Linked DNA regions of Sus scrofa: region 2 is linked to region 1. The links are chromatin contacts, called in public HiChIP or PLAC-seq maps. All regions are on one chromosome and are shown on one strand. The core of a region is the stretch at or near the end of the contact, and the rest is flanking DNA. Distances in the headings are between cores, read along the strand shown. Region 1 overlaps SAMD4A (protein Smaug homolog 1). Region 2 has its middle 35 kb from the start of LGALS3.

The links. HiChIP or PLAC-seq counts read pairs in DNA pulled down with a chosen protein or histone mark.
Region 2: a contact with region 1 is called in an H3K27ac HiChIP or PLAC-seq map of alveolar macrophages. The contact joins two enhancer-like sites. A contact is called at or near these places in 1 of 47 Hi-C or Micro-C datasets (embryonic fibroblasts) and 1 of 2 datasets of contacts at active chromatin or transcription factors (alveolar macrophages).

The regions. Positions count from the first base shown.
Region 1 is chr1:184,037,879-184,044,098 of Sscrofa11.1, forward strand. The region is part of intron 2 of SAMD4A (protein Smaug homolog 1); the gene reads left to right. Among named protein-coding and RNA genes, the nearest start is that of SAMD4A, 130 kb to the left of the region's middle. Within about 2 kb of position 2,318, at least 3 of the 83 cell types and tissues checked have an H3K27ac peak or open chromatin away from gene starts, as enhancers often do. A contact at or near this core is called in alveolar macrophages, where this site is marked.
Region 2 is chr1:184,448,044-184,454,263 of Sscrofa11.1, forward strand. No RefSeq gene overlaps it. Among named protein-coding and RNA genes, the nearest start is that of LGALS3, 35 kb to the right of the region's middle. Within about 2 kb of position 3,453, at least 53 of the 83 cell types and tissues checked have an H3K27ac peak or open chromatin away from gene starts, as enhancers often do. A contact at or near this core is called in alveolar macrophages, where this site is marked.

The DNA of each region.
Region 1 (6,220 bases), core at 1,068-3,567:
CAAGGATTTTGGTCCTGGAGTTTTTTTTTTTTTGGGTCTTTTGTCTTTTGAGGGCTGCACTTGTGGCGTATGGAGGTTCTCATGCTAGGGGTCCAATTGGAGCTGTTGCTGGCAGCCTACACCACAGCCACATCAACGCCAGATCCAAGCCACATCTGCAAGCTACACCACAGCTCACGGCAATGCCAGACCCTTAACCCACTGAGCGAGGCCAGGGATCCAATCCGCAACCTCATGGTTCCTAGTCGGATTCGTTTCCACTGTACCACAAAGGGACCTCCAGTCCTGGAGTTCTTTGGACCGCGGTGGGCTTCTTTTCAGGCTCTCGTTTCCAGTGCTGCTCACAGAGCAAGGCCTGGATGTAAGTGCAGTGTGTTTCTTTCCTCTGCAGTGTCAGCGTGAAGACTGCTAATTCATTATTTTGAAATATGATTGGAGAGCCATTTTGTGGTATGTGGGGTTTGTCCGTGGTGGTCTGGGAGTGCGAGAAGTGGCACCGAAGATTAGTGAGTGGGAAAACTTCCTGCTTTTGGAACATTTATAACCTCTCCTCGGAGGGGTTTTGAGTATAAAAAACTAGCCAAGTGTGGTTTGCAAGGATTTGTCTTGCATTTGTCAAGAGTAAGGTAACATTTTCTTCATCTCTAATTTATATGCCTCTTAGGAGACCCATTCCTGGGAGGTTTTATTAGAACATAATCACTATGGCCAAAAAAATTTGGACATAGAACAGTCCTAACACAACCCTATTGGCATTGGTTTTGCCTCTTACTTCAACAGATGTTTGCAAAAGAGTTGTATTAAATGCATTTAATTCTGCTGTCTCAGCCTAACAAATCTTTATCATGAAGATTACTTTAATTGGTGTCAGTTACAATCGAGAAAAGCACCCATTATGCTTTTGTTTTCTAGCACATGGGAAAGAGTGCCATCCTAAACAGAATATTGAGAAGAGGGAGGATTTTGAAAATTGAGCTAATCATTTTATTTTCCTCTTTTACATGTCCTTGTTTTTATTTGACATTAAAGCTAAAAGTAATCAGAATTCTGCAGAGGCAAACAGCAAAGAGGTGACTGACCAGTTTAGGGGTGACAGTTGGTACCTCCTGTTGCTTGTGGGTCACCTAATCCATCAGTCTTTATTTAAGAGAAATTTCTAGAAAGTTCCTATGATTTTGAGTAAGAAATCTTGAAGTCCGATAAACCACTATCTAGGGACAATTTTATATAGCCACTAAAAAATGATTAACAAGGAAATGATAATGCAAGGAAAGTGGAGACAACGCACTACCCTCAGGACGCTTATGTCCTGTTAGAGAAAGATGGAAATCAAGAGTCATACACAACGGGTCACACGATAAGTGCTATGGAGAAAGATAAAGCAGGATGGGGACGGGGGTTGGATAAGGGAGCGAAGGGTGATGTGGGCAGCTTAAAAATGTGGACAGAGAAGGTCTCACTAAGAAGGTAACATCAGAGTAAAGATAGAACCGAGCTGAACATGAGTCTGGGGCGGGGGGAGCATCCCACACAGAGGAGATAGCAGGTGCAAAGTTGGCAGGTGGGCCCATGTCCAGTGTGTAAGGGAACAGCGAGGGAGCCAGGATGGACTGACATGGATGAGAGGCAGAGGGTGGGGCTAGATCTCAGAGGGCCTGGTGGGCCCTTCCGTGGTTTTCACTCAGAGTGAGGTGGGGAACCATTGGAATGTTTGATCAGTGAAGTGACATGACTTATCTACTGATATAAAAAAAATCATTCTGGAGTTCCCCTTGTGGCTCAGTGGGTTAAGGACCCAGCATAGTCTCTGTGAGGATGTGGGTTAGATCCCTGGCCTTGTTCATTGGGTTAAAGGATCCAGCATTGCCGTGAGCTGTGATGTAGGTCTCAAACGCGGCTCTGATCCCATGCGGCTATGGCTGTGGCTGTGGCTGGCACCTGCAGCTCCGATTCGACCCCTAGCCTGGGAACTTCCATATGCCATAAAAAGAAAAAAAAAATCATCCTGCTTGTTCTGTTGAGAACAGTCTGTTTGTGGGGTGTGGGGGCGTGGAATGCAGAAGTATGATGAGAGATAGTCATATTTTGGATATATTTTAAAGATCCAGCACAGAGGATTTGCTGACAGACTAAATGTGGGATGTAAGAGAGCAGTCAAAGATATTCCATGGTTTCCACCTGAACTCCTGGGAAGATGGGAGAGCCATTTGCTGAACAGAAAGGAAGGCCAAAGTTGCAGATCTAGTGAGAGTGAGAGCAGGGCTTCTGTTTTGGACATGTTAACCGTTACTGGGGATACAAATGTGGGAGTTGTCTGCATACACATCAGGCCAGAGGTCAGAACTGGGGCAAGTGATTAGGGGAGCTGGCCTGTTCCATGTCCTCTCAGAGGAAGGGCAGGCAGCCTTGGACCTATGAGAGTTAGTCATAGCTAGGAGGAGGTCAGAAGCCTGAAGGTGAATCCCAACCCTAATTTGAGTTCTGGGCTGAGAGCTCAGGAATGACCAATTCACTGCTGGCTGGGACCTTCAGGAGCCCTTTTGGAGTGTCCAGGAAAAGAGTGACTAAAATGGAAAATCCCCATTGAGGAGATGACAAGATCACTTGGGAGTGGGAAGAGGTCATTGTAGGTGTCTTTTGGGGCCAGATGGATCTGGTTCTTGCCCTATGAGGGCAGTCAGGTGCCTATGAGTGACCAGCACCTAACCACCATCACACTCTCAAAGACATCTCTAGTGGTTATAATTGGCTCTGGGGTCACTACATAGATTCCTGCCTTTTCTAGTGAATTCAAAGGGCAGTAGCATTTCTGAGTGATTCTTTTTATTAAGTAACATGAAGCTCCTTGTACCAGTTAGCTATTGCTAAGTGATAAATTGCCCCCAAAACATAGTGGCTTCACATAATAACATTTATCTCACAGTGTTCTAAGGGTCAGGAATTTGGCCTAGTAGTTCTCACTAAGGGTCAGGAATTTGGCCTAGTAGTCAGGAATTTGGCCTAGTAGGGTCAGGAATTTGGCCTAGTAGTTCTCACTTAAGGTCTCTTGCAAGGTTGCCATCAAGATGTTGACTAGAGCTGGAAAACCCACTCCCAAGGAGGCTCACTCACGTGGCTGCCAGTTGGGGCTGGTTGTTAGCAGGAGGCCTGGGTTCCTCCCCATACAGGGTTCTCCCAGGGCTGCTCTAGTGTCTTTGTAATGGGGGTGGCTAGCCTCCACCAGAGGGAGTGAACCAAGAGGGCAGTGGAAGCTGCAGTGCCTTTTATGACCTAGCCTCAGAACACCTCTGCCACACTCTATTGGTCACATACATCTGTTCAGATTCAGAATTGGGGGAGCGTGCTCAAGGGCACGAAGACTAAGAGGCAAGGATCTGTGGGGACCATCTTGGAATCCAGCAATCACCCTCCTTGACTATAAGGAGAAGGTTTCTATCTTCTCAATCCTTTGTATCTGCTCAAAGCACCACTTGCAGCTGTGGTAACTCCATATTACCTGGGTCCCCCATCACAACTGGTCTTATCATACAGGGCTCCACCAAATTATGAGGATGCTTCCTTAGTCACCTCTAGCTTAAAAGGGTCCTTTGGGAGACAGTACCAAATGCAGGTGCCAACACAAGAATCTCTTTGTTTGCCCTGTTTGTACTTGCCATTTTTCCCCCTGACTTTTTAGGTGCCCAGTAAGCTCACATCCCTACCAAATGCATGGTGTGTGGTATTACCGTTGTCTACCCATCCCTGACTTGTTCAGAGATGCACTGCATTTGGAAGCCTCGTTACATGATGTATCTAGGATTGAGTTTGTAATGCAGATTCTTCCAGGGAGCATTTGACCATATAAGACCCACTGGTATTTCTGCCTGTTAGCGCACTTATTTAACCAGTACTTCTTGTATGTGTGCATTTAATTTCTAGCCATTTCTCGCATGAGCAAATTGCCTAAATACACTTGTGAGAAACCCTTTTATGGTAAATATTATTAAACTGAAAACAAGGGTGTAATAAAATAGCAATTTAGGCATAATTTACTAACAACTGGAACCCTTAAACATTGACATACTATTGTGTAATAATACCAGACTTGGTATTTAAACACATTCCTTGTCACTCCAAGAATCACTGGGACAGTTTCCTAATCTTCATGGTCTTTAATTAGAGATCTTCCAAGATTTTTTTTCTACTATTCTTATGTCACCGGTTTATAAATTATAAATCATTAGCTTTTACCCACTTAACACATCCAGCAAACTCTTATCTCTGCTCTTTATCCAGAGAAATAATAGAGAAGATATTGAAAGAAAGTAAGAGAGTTAGGTGGGCACCACTGACCCTTGTTGTTCTTAGACTTCCATTTTCCAGACGGTCTACTGAAAGGAATGATATGGGAGTGGATAATAACAGAAACTGCATCACAGAAGTGATCAATTAACTGAGACTTTTGAGGATTCCTGGGTCTTCCCAGGAAGGAGAATTCCTTGTTTAACACATCTCATGAAAGTTTCCTTGCCCTCTGGAAGGTGTGCCGATGCTGCAAAGAAGTCAGGGGGGCAGCTGGGCAGGACCTGCTGTTCATGTACCAACCAAGACCTGGTGTGTAAGGCCCGTCTTCTGTTGCAGGTGGAGGTTCTGACTCTCATCAGTGCCCTGGGGATACTCATCCTGCAAGACTGACTCAGTACTAAATAGCAAGCAGGGAGGTAGACCCATGATGCTGGCTGATTAAGTTGCTGTAAAAAGGGACCTTGTGTCCTCAAAGGGCCCAGATGTATTCAAAGTCCATATGATCAGCACAGGAAGGCCTCCACAGGGAGCCAGATCATCATCAGAAAGCATTTATTAAGTTGCCCTGAAAAATCATCATCACAGAATCTAGAAATCCCTCGTCTGTGTCATCAGTTCATCCTCTCCCTGAAGGTACCTGGGGAGTTTAGTCATAGTTCAAAGGTGGTTTCCTTAGTGGATAATCAGGACGCAGAGGAGGCTAGGTGAGGTGAATGTTGAGCGGCAGCAGGTTAGTTTCATGAATCCATCTCAGAATGGGAATGACTTTGCCAAAGGTCTGAACTATTCAGAGCCAAATGGCTAAAACTTCCTTTTGCCTAGAGGGCCACTTGGATAGGTGATTGGTTATCTTTACCTCAAACGTAACCACTTATTTCAACAATAAACATGTTATCACACATGTTTGCAGATCAGTACTATGACTCAGGGCCCCTCAAAACATTCTTTCAAGTGCAGTCACCTGAAGGTCTATCTGGGGCTGGGAATTCTGCTGCCAAGTTGGTGCTGGCTGTTGGCGGTAGAACTTAGTTCCTTACCATCAAACCTCCTTCTCTGTTGGGTCACTTGAGTGTCCTCATATCATGGTGGCTGGCCTCCCCCAGAAAGAGTAACCCGAGAAAGAACAAGGTAAAAGTTGCAGCGCCTTTTATAATCCAATCCAGGAAGTCACACACTGTCACTTCTGTGACATTCTATTTGATAGGAGTGACTCTTAACTCCAGCCCACACTCTGTGGGAATTGATTAGGCTCCACCTTTTTGAGAGGCATGTTAAAGACATTGTGGATATAGTTAGAGCCACAAAAGGTACATTGTCCTCTGCAGTTCTTTTTTCCTACACTTCCATCACTGACCCAACTCTTCTGCTGATTTATATGCTCTTCTAATATTTTTACATTATTATATTTGTAAGTATTTTTCTTTTTCTTTTTCGAGCCACACTCTTGGCATATGGAGGTTCCCAGGCTAGGGGTCGAATCAGAGCTGTAGGTACCGGCCAAGGCCACAGCCATAGCAACGCAGATCTGAGATTTGTCTGCAAACTACACCACAGCTCATGGCAATGCCGGACCCTTAACCTACTGAGTGAGGTCGGGGATTGAACCTGCGTTGTCATGGATACTAATCAGATTCATTTCCATTGAACCACGATGGAAACTCCTGTATTTGTAAATATAATGTACATATAAATATGTATACGTAATTGCGTATTGTATAGTTATATTTTTATGTATTATATAATGTTATGTTACAGTTATTATAAATGTTAATGTGTTTAGCTTATAGTCATGACAGTCATTATGTATCTTTATGCTTATTTGCATACCCCCATTCTGCCACCTCACTAGCTGGGGACCCTGGGTAAGTTACTTGATCCTTCTGTGTTCTCATCCTTAAAGTAAGGCTGTAATAGGACTTACCCCATAAGCTTTGTG
Region 2 (6,220 bases), core at 2,203-4,702, 410 kb after region 1:
ATGAAGATGGGGGTTCAAAGCCAGGGCAGCTATTGGTGTCTGCAGAGTAAGCAAAATATTGTCACAGGGGTTGCACCAGGTGGTGGGAGGACTGACTGGGAAGAAACACTTTCTGAGAAGATGCAAAGGTGAACATCTCATATCTTGAAAAAAGTGTGGGTTACACGAGTACATTCACTTGTGAAAAGTCACTTAATTGTACACTTGGGATTTACTCATTTCGATGTATGTAAATTTTACTTAAAAAATGTAAAGAAATCAAACCCTCGTTAGGTTTACTTTTGGCCATGCTATGAATCAGCAATTCTGAAATTACAATCTGTGTATTCTTGGGCATGAGGTAAACAGGAGCTACATTTCTAATCCTTGGGGAAAAAAACAGATACAGAAAAGGTGTTTTTTGCTTTGGAATTAAAGTAATCAGTTTAACTATACATCTAAGTCTAATACAGCTATATGTATGTCTCTGATATATTTCTAATATATATGTCTTTGAATTTATTTCTGTATATATATATATATATATGTAATATTATCTAATCGTATTTGCTGAAAGGGTCTAGTAACAATGAAACACCAGTAGGAATGAGCATATTTAGCACTCAGACCTTGGTTTCTCCCTCCCTCCCTCTCTTTTTAATTTTATGGCCACACCCATGGTACATGGAAGTTCCCAGGCCAGGGACTGAATCTGAGCCATAGCTGTGAACTTCGCCACAGTTGTGCCATTGCTGGACCCTTTAGCCCACTGTGCAGGGCTGGGGATTGAACCCACGCCTCCACAGCAATTCGAGCCACTGCAGTCAGATTCTCAACCCACTGTGCTACAGTGGGAACTCCAGATTTTGGTTTCTAAATACCATGATAATGGTATTCTAAATACTAATTGGTTCTAAATCACCACTAAAGGAACAAGGGATCCTTCAAAATGAGTTATTCCAGGGTTGGGGGCATGAAAAGTTGAAGATGAGCCTGGAACATCTTTTTGAGCCAAAATGTAAGGAAATGCCCAAAGAATCATGGGAATATGTTGAAAGGACTCAGAAGCCAACCTGACAGGGGCTTCCCCTGGCTCCACCTGGGACAATTTAAACATCAAAATAAATAATATCTATCATGTATTGTACTCCTCTGAATAAAATGTGAATCTATAGTGATACAAATAAATGAATAAATAAATAGAGGTAAAAGGAAACTGCTCCATTATAGGAGAATGCCAAAAAGGCAGAGGCAGAAAGTCATCAATGGATGCTAAAGGTAAAAGTGTGATTAAATGTAGGATAATTGCAGAGTTGCAAAGTATGCTCCCCAATTACTTATTATAAAGGAAAAAACAGTAAATTTAATGCACCCTGAAATCAATCAAGTGATCAAACCTAACGTCACTATATTGGTATAAACCAATATCCAATATCATGATCAGATTAGAATCCTTGGAGAAGAATATACCATTTCTCTGATATTCCTGTCCTAAATGCATAAACTGAGTCTAACCATGAGGAAACATGAAACAAACCCAAACTGAAAGACATTCTACAAAATAACTGGCCTGTAGTCTTTTAAAATGTTAGGCTCAAGAAACACAAAGAGAACCTACAGAAACATTCCAGAATAAAGGAAAATAAATAGATATGACATATATGCAGTGCATGATCTTGGCTTTGATCCTGGACTCGGGGGGAAAAAAAAAGTAAGGACATTTTGGGCAACAATTGATGAACTAGATGGTAGTAATGTTAATGCTTAATTTCCTGATTGTGTTACCTGAATTACTAGTAAGTGAATGTCTTCCCAGAAAATGCCCACTGGACTATTCTGGAGGAAAGGGGGCACCATACCTCCAAATTACTCTTAAATGGGAGGGAAGGAAGATGGAGGTGTGAGAGAGAGAGAAAGAGAGAGCACAAATAAGGCAAAAATGCAAACAAATGGATCAGATTGTAGGAGTTCCTTGGACTGTTCTGATAATTTTTCTATAAAACTGAAATATTACCAAAATAAAAAGTTCAACCCCAAAACAAAGGCACGCAAACAAACTTCTGGGTGTGGTCAGGAGCCAGGCAACAGTCTGACTAGCAGTTAAGAGGCCTTTGTTTACTGCTGGGGCAGAGCCAGCCCAAAGTATGGTGTTCCAGGGCTTGCAGAAGGGGAGGGTAGCCACCCTGTGGGGTAGGCTTAGTTGGCTGGAACTGGTATTGAATAAATTCTGTTAGTGACTATTCCACAAACTGGGGTGCAGTTCCTGGCATAGGCCGTTTTGTCCTTGTAGCAGAGAGGCCTTACAGCTGTTTCGTGTCAGATGATTCATAGATAACACAGAGCAAACAGAATCACTGGTAAATGTGTGAACTGTGCTCTTATTTCATTTCCTTTTTTAAAAATTTTTTATTGTAGTTGATTGACAATGTTCTGTCAATTTCTACTGTACAGCAAAGTGACCCAATTTCATATATATACTCTTTTTCTCATATTATCTTCCATCATGTTCTATCACAAGTGACTGGATATAGCTCCCTGTGCTATACAGCAGAATCTCATTGCTTATCTACTCCAAATGCAGTAGTTTGCACCTACTAACTGCTAACTCCAGGTCATCCTGCTTCCTTCCCCTTCCCCTTGGCGAGCACAAGTCTGTTCTCCAAGTCCATGAGTTTGTTTCTGTTCATTTCTTTTCATAAAACTATTGTTTAAGTTTTCTGATTTTTGTCACAGCCCACCAAGAGAAATGTGGTTACATTTTTCGCAAGGAGGCCCAAAATTTTAAAATCTGGTAAAAAAGCTTAAGGTAAAATCAGTTAAGGTTTCCCCATTTAGTAAGAGTAGTAATCAAGGCATAAGTTTTCCCTAAGCATTTCCTTGCCAAAGAGAAGCATACGTTTAAACATAATTCAGTAACATCTCTTCTGTGGCCATTGTCCCACACTTGGTCTTCTGCCACAGCTCTGAAGCACAGTGATTTCTCTTTCTCTGTCATCTCTTTTTTTGGCCAGAGATTCTGAGAATCTCTGAATTGCTAATTACATGATTTCCTAGGGTTCCTCCAGAAACTTAACAGATTTTCTTTTTTCCCCCAGAAAATTGAATGCCCCACAAATCAAAGACCAATAAGCCAAAAGTCAGGCTTCTTCACACACCCCCGAGGTGGATGTCGACTGCCTTTCCTCAGAGTAAGAGGCAACCACTCTGCCAGCTCCCTCAAAGTCGATCTCACTATGTAAGTTCTTCCTAACCCCTGACTTACGCCTCTCAGGCTGTGCTTGGGAAGGGCCAAGCATAACCGCTGTGCTGGGGAATGGAACAAAACAGAATTCACCTTCCCTTTCCCTCTGCCCGCCGTGGGGACTGTTTCTGACTCCCATCCTGGCTCTGGCGGCCTGGGCAGCACCTGGCCTACATTAGAGGGGGCGCTGCCCCTGGGAGGCTGGGAACAGAATTAGGTTTCCATAGCGTACTGGTTATCACGTTCTCCTTACACAGCTCATTAGAGTCAGGCTGAGTCATTAGGGTGTGGAGGCTGTTGGGTCACATTCTTGCAACATAACAAGCAGAGTCCTGGCAGAGAAAATACAGACTATGGAGTCTATAAAACTTTTTCAAGGCCAGCTCTCAAAAGCATGCACCAGGTCTGTGAGAGTGAAATAAAAACTGAGCAGAGCCGGTCAGAACTGCACGCATTAGATTAGCCCATGATTGACCTGAGATGGCAAAAGAAGAGGCCTCTGGAAAGACAAATACCTTGTGGAGTTTGGAGGCTCCAGCAGAGGGAGGGCATGAAATTCTACTTATAAAGAAGGCTGAAGTTTGAGGAGAGTCCTGATAAATCCCTTACCAGCCTCTGCTCTCCAGTTTACCTGCTTTTTTTTTTTTTTTTTTTTTTTTTGCTTTTCAGGGCCACACCCACGGTATATGGATGTTCCCAGGCTAGGGGCTGAATCAGAGCCACAGCTGCCAGCCTACACCACAGCCACAGCAACTCCAGATCCAAGCCAAGTCTGCAACCTATGCCACAGCCCACAACAACACCAGACCCTTAACTCACTGCGTAAGGCCAGAGATTGAACCTGCATCCTCATGGATACTAGTAGGATTCGTTTCGGCTGAGCCACAAGGGGAACTCAGCTTTAACTACTCTTGGTCTTGAACGCCTAGCCGGACAGAGTTTACCAAAGCAGAAGGAAGCCCTTCACACCCCAAGGATCAGGCAGAGAAGAGTGATTGGTACCTGAGATCTGTTTTCAGGGCATAATTGGTTCAAACCTCTGAAACCGTAAGATGAAAATCCAGTATATCTGAGCAGGTTTGCTGGGACCTGAAGGTTCACTAGACAAATCGAGGCAGACCTAACTTGTTTTCTTTGTAATTTAAAACCATTTCTTTCAGTGAAAAAAAAAAAAAAAAAGAACGAATACATATACATGTAAATTGACAGAACATTGTAAATCAACTATAATAAAAATTATTAAAAAAAAGCAAAGTATGAGGAGATGCCTTCTCACCTTTGGTTAGTTTTCTCCCACTTCCCAAGCTGGGCTAAGGAGAGACAAAAGAAAAGGAAGGGAAAGCCCAGGAAGACAAGAAGACTCCTCCCCTCCTTTCACAAATTTCTGTTCTTCTCCCATCCCGGTAGAGCCAGGCCTGGAAAGGGTGGTCATTTTCTGTGTGAAGAAAGCACCTCCACTTGTGCTGAACACTTCTGTCCAGGGCCTGTGTATAGTCCCACAAATGTCTCACTGGCAGCAAGCAGGTGCCAGGTATGGTTGCAAGTCCATCTTTGCCCCTGGAAAAACCAGTCAAAAGGCATGTCTTACTGAAGGTAATCAGACACCCTCTAAACCCAGACAACTTTACTGCATTATGAAATACAGAAGGGATGAAAACCAACATTTGTTCGAGGGAAGTTAAGTGTGCTGGACACTTGAGTTACATTCTTACTTAATCCCCCACCAACTATGAGGCAGATAGCATTATACCCATTTTACAGATGAGGAAACTGGGAATGTGTTTCTGACAAGGTACAAGCTGCAGGACCTTAGGTAACCAAAAGAGTTAGGATTTGAACCCAGGTTGGTACATACAGAGGCCTATGTGCTTTCCATGGGGGTCATCCATGCCGTGCTCGCCTTTCCCACTGGTTTGACCTCCAGCCATGTGGTTACTTCTGGTCACCCAGAGAGTTTTAAATCTCCCATGAGTTTTGAAGTTTGCCAGAAATGATGGCAAGGTCACTAGTGATTTGAACTCCATCTTTTAAATATATATGATTTAAATGTTATATTTTAAATACACTCATATTTAAAAAATTTTAAATATACATATATACATATATATATATATATATTTTTTTTTTTTTTTGGTCTTTCTGTCTTTTCTAGGGCCACACCCACAGCATGTGGAGGTTCCCAGGCTAGGGGTCTAATCAGAGTGTAGCCACCGGCCTACGCCAGAGCCACAGCAACACCAGATCTGAGCCATGTCTGTGACCTATACCACAGCTCACGGCAACACTGGATCCTTAACCCACTGAGTAAGGCCAGGGATCGAACCCACAACCTCATGGTTCCTAGTCGGATTCGTTAACCATTGAGCCATTACGAGTTTTTTTTATATTTTTGTTTTTTGCTTTTTAGGCCCGTACCTGCAGCATATGGAAGTTCCCAGGCTAGGGGTCCAATTGGAGCTGAAGCTGCCAGCCCACACCACAGCCATAGCAATGCCAGATCCTTAACCCACTAAGCAAGGCCTCATGGATACTAGCCGTGTTTATAACCTGCTGAGCCCAGTGGGAACTTCTACCATATTTTTAAAACAATAATTAAAAACACAAACATGCAGCTATGTTAACTACCAAATTATAACACAGTAGAAACCACTGGCACATAAATTTCTGCTGACAGGTTTCTGAGCAAATCTTGGGATAAAACTTCTTGAGTTCTCCCTGTTTCTCTCTTTCACCTAAAAGGACTTTGAAGAATAATTTACCTACACGCGAGTGCACAATCCTCAGGTAGACAGCTCATGAATTTCCATACATATAGACTCCATATAACCACTACCCACATCAAGATACAGACAATGTCCAGCACTCCAGGGAGTCCCCTTATGCCCTTTGAAGTCACTGATACTCTCTCCCCATCGCTATTCTGAGTCTGTCACCACAGACTAGCTAATCATATGTCATTGATTAGGAAGACTACAGGTATGGGGAAGACTACAGGCACTG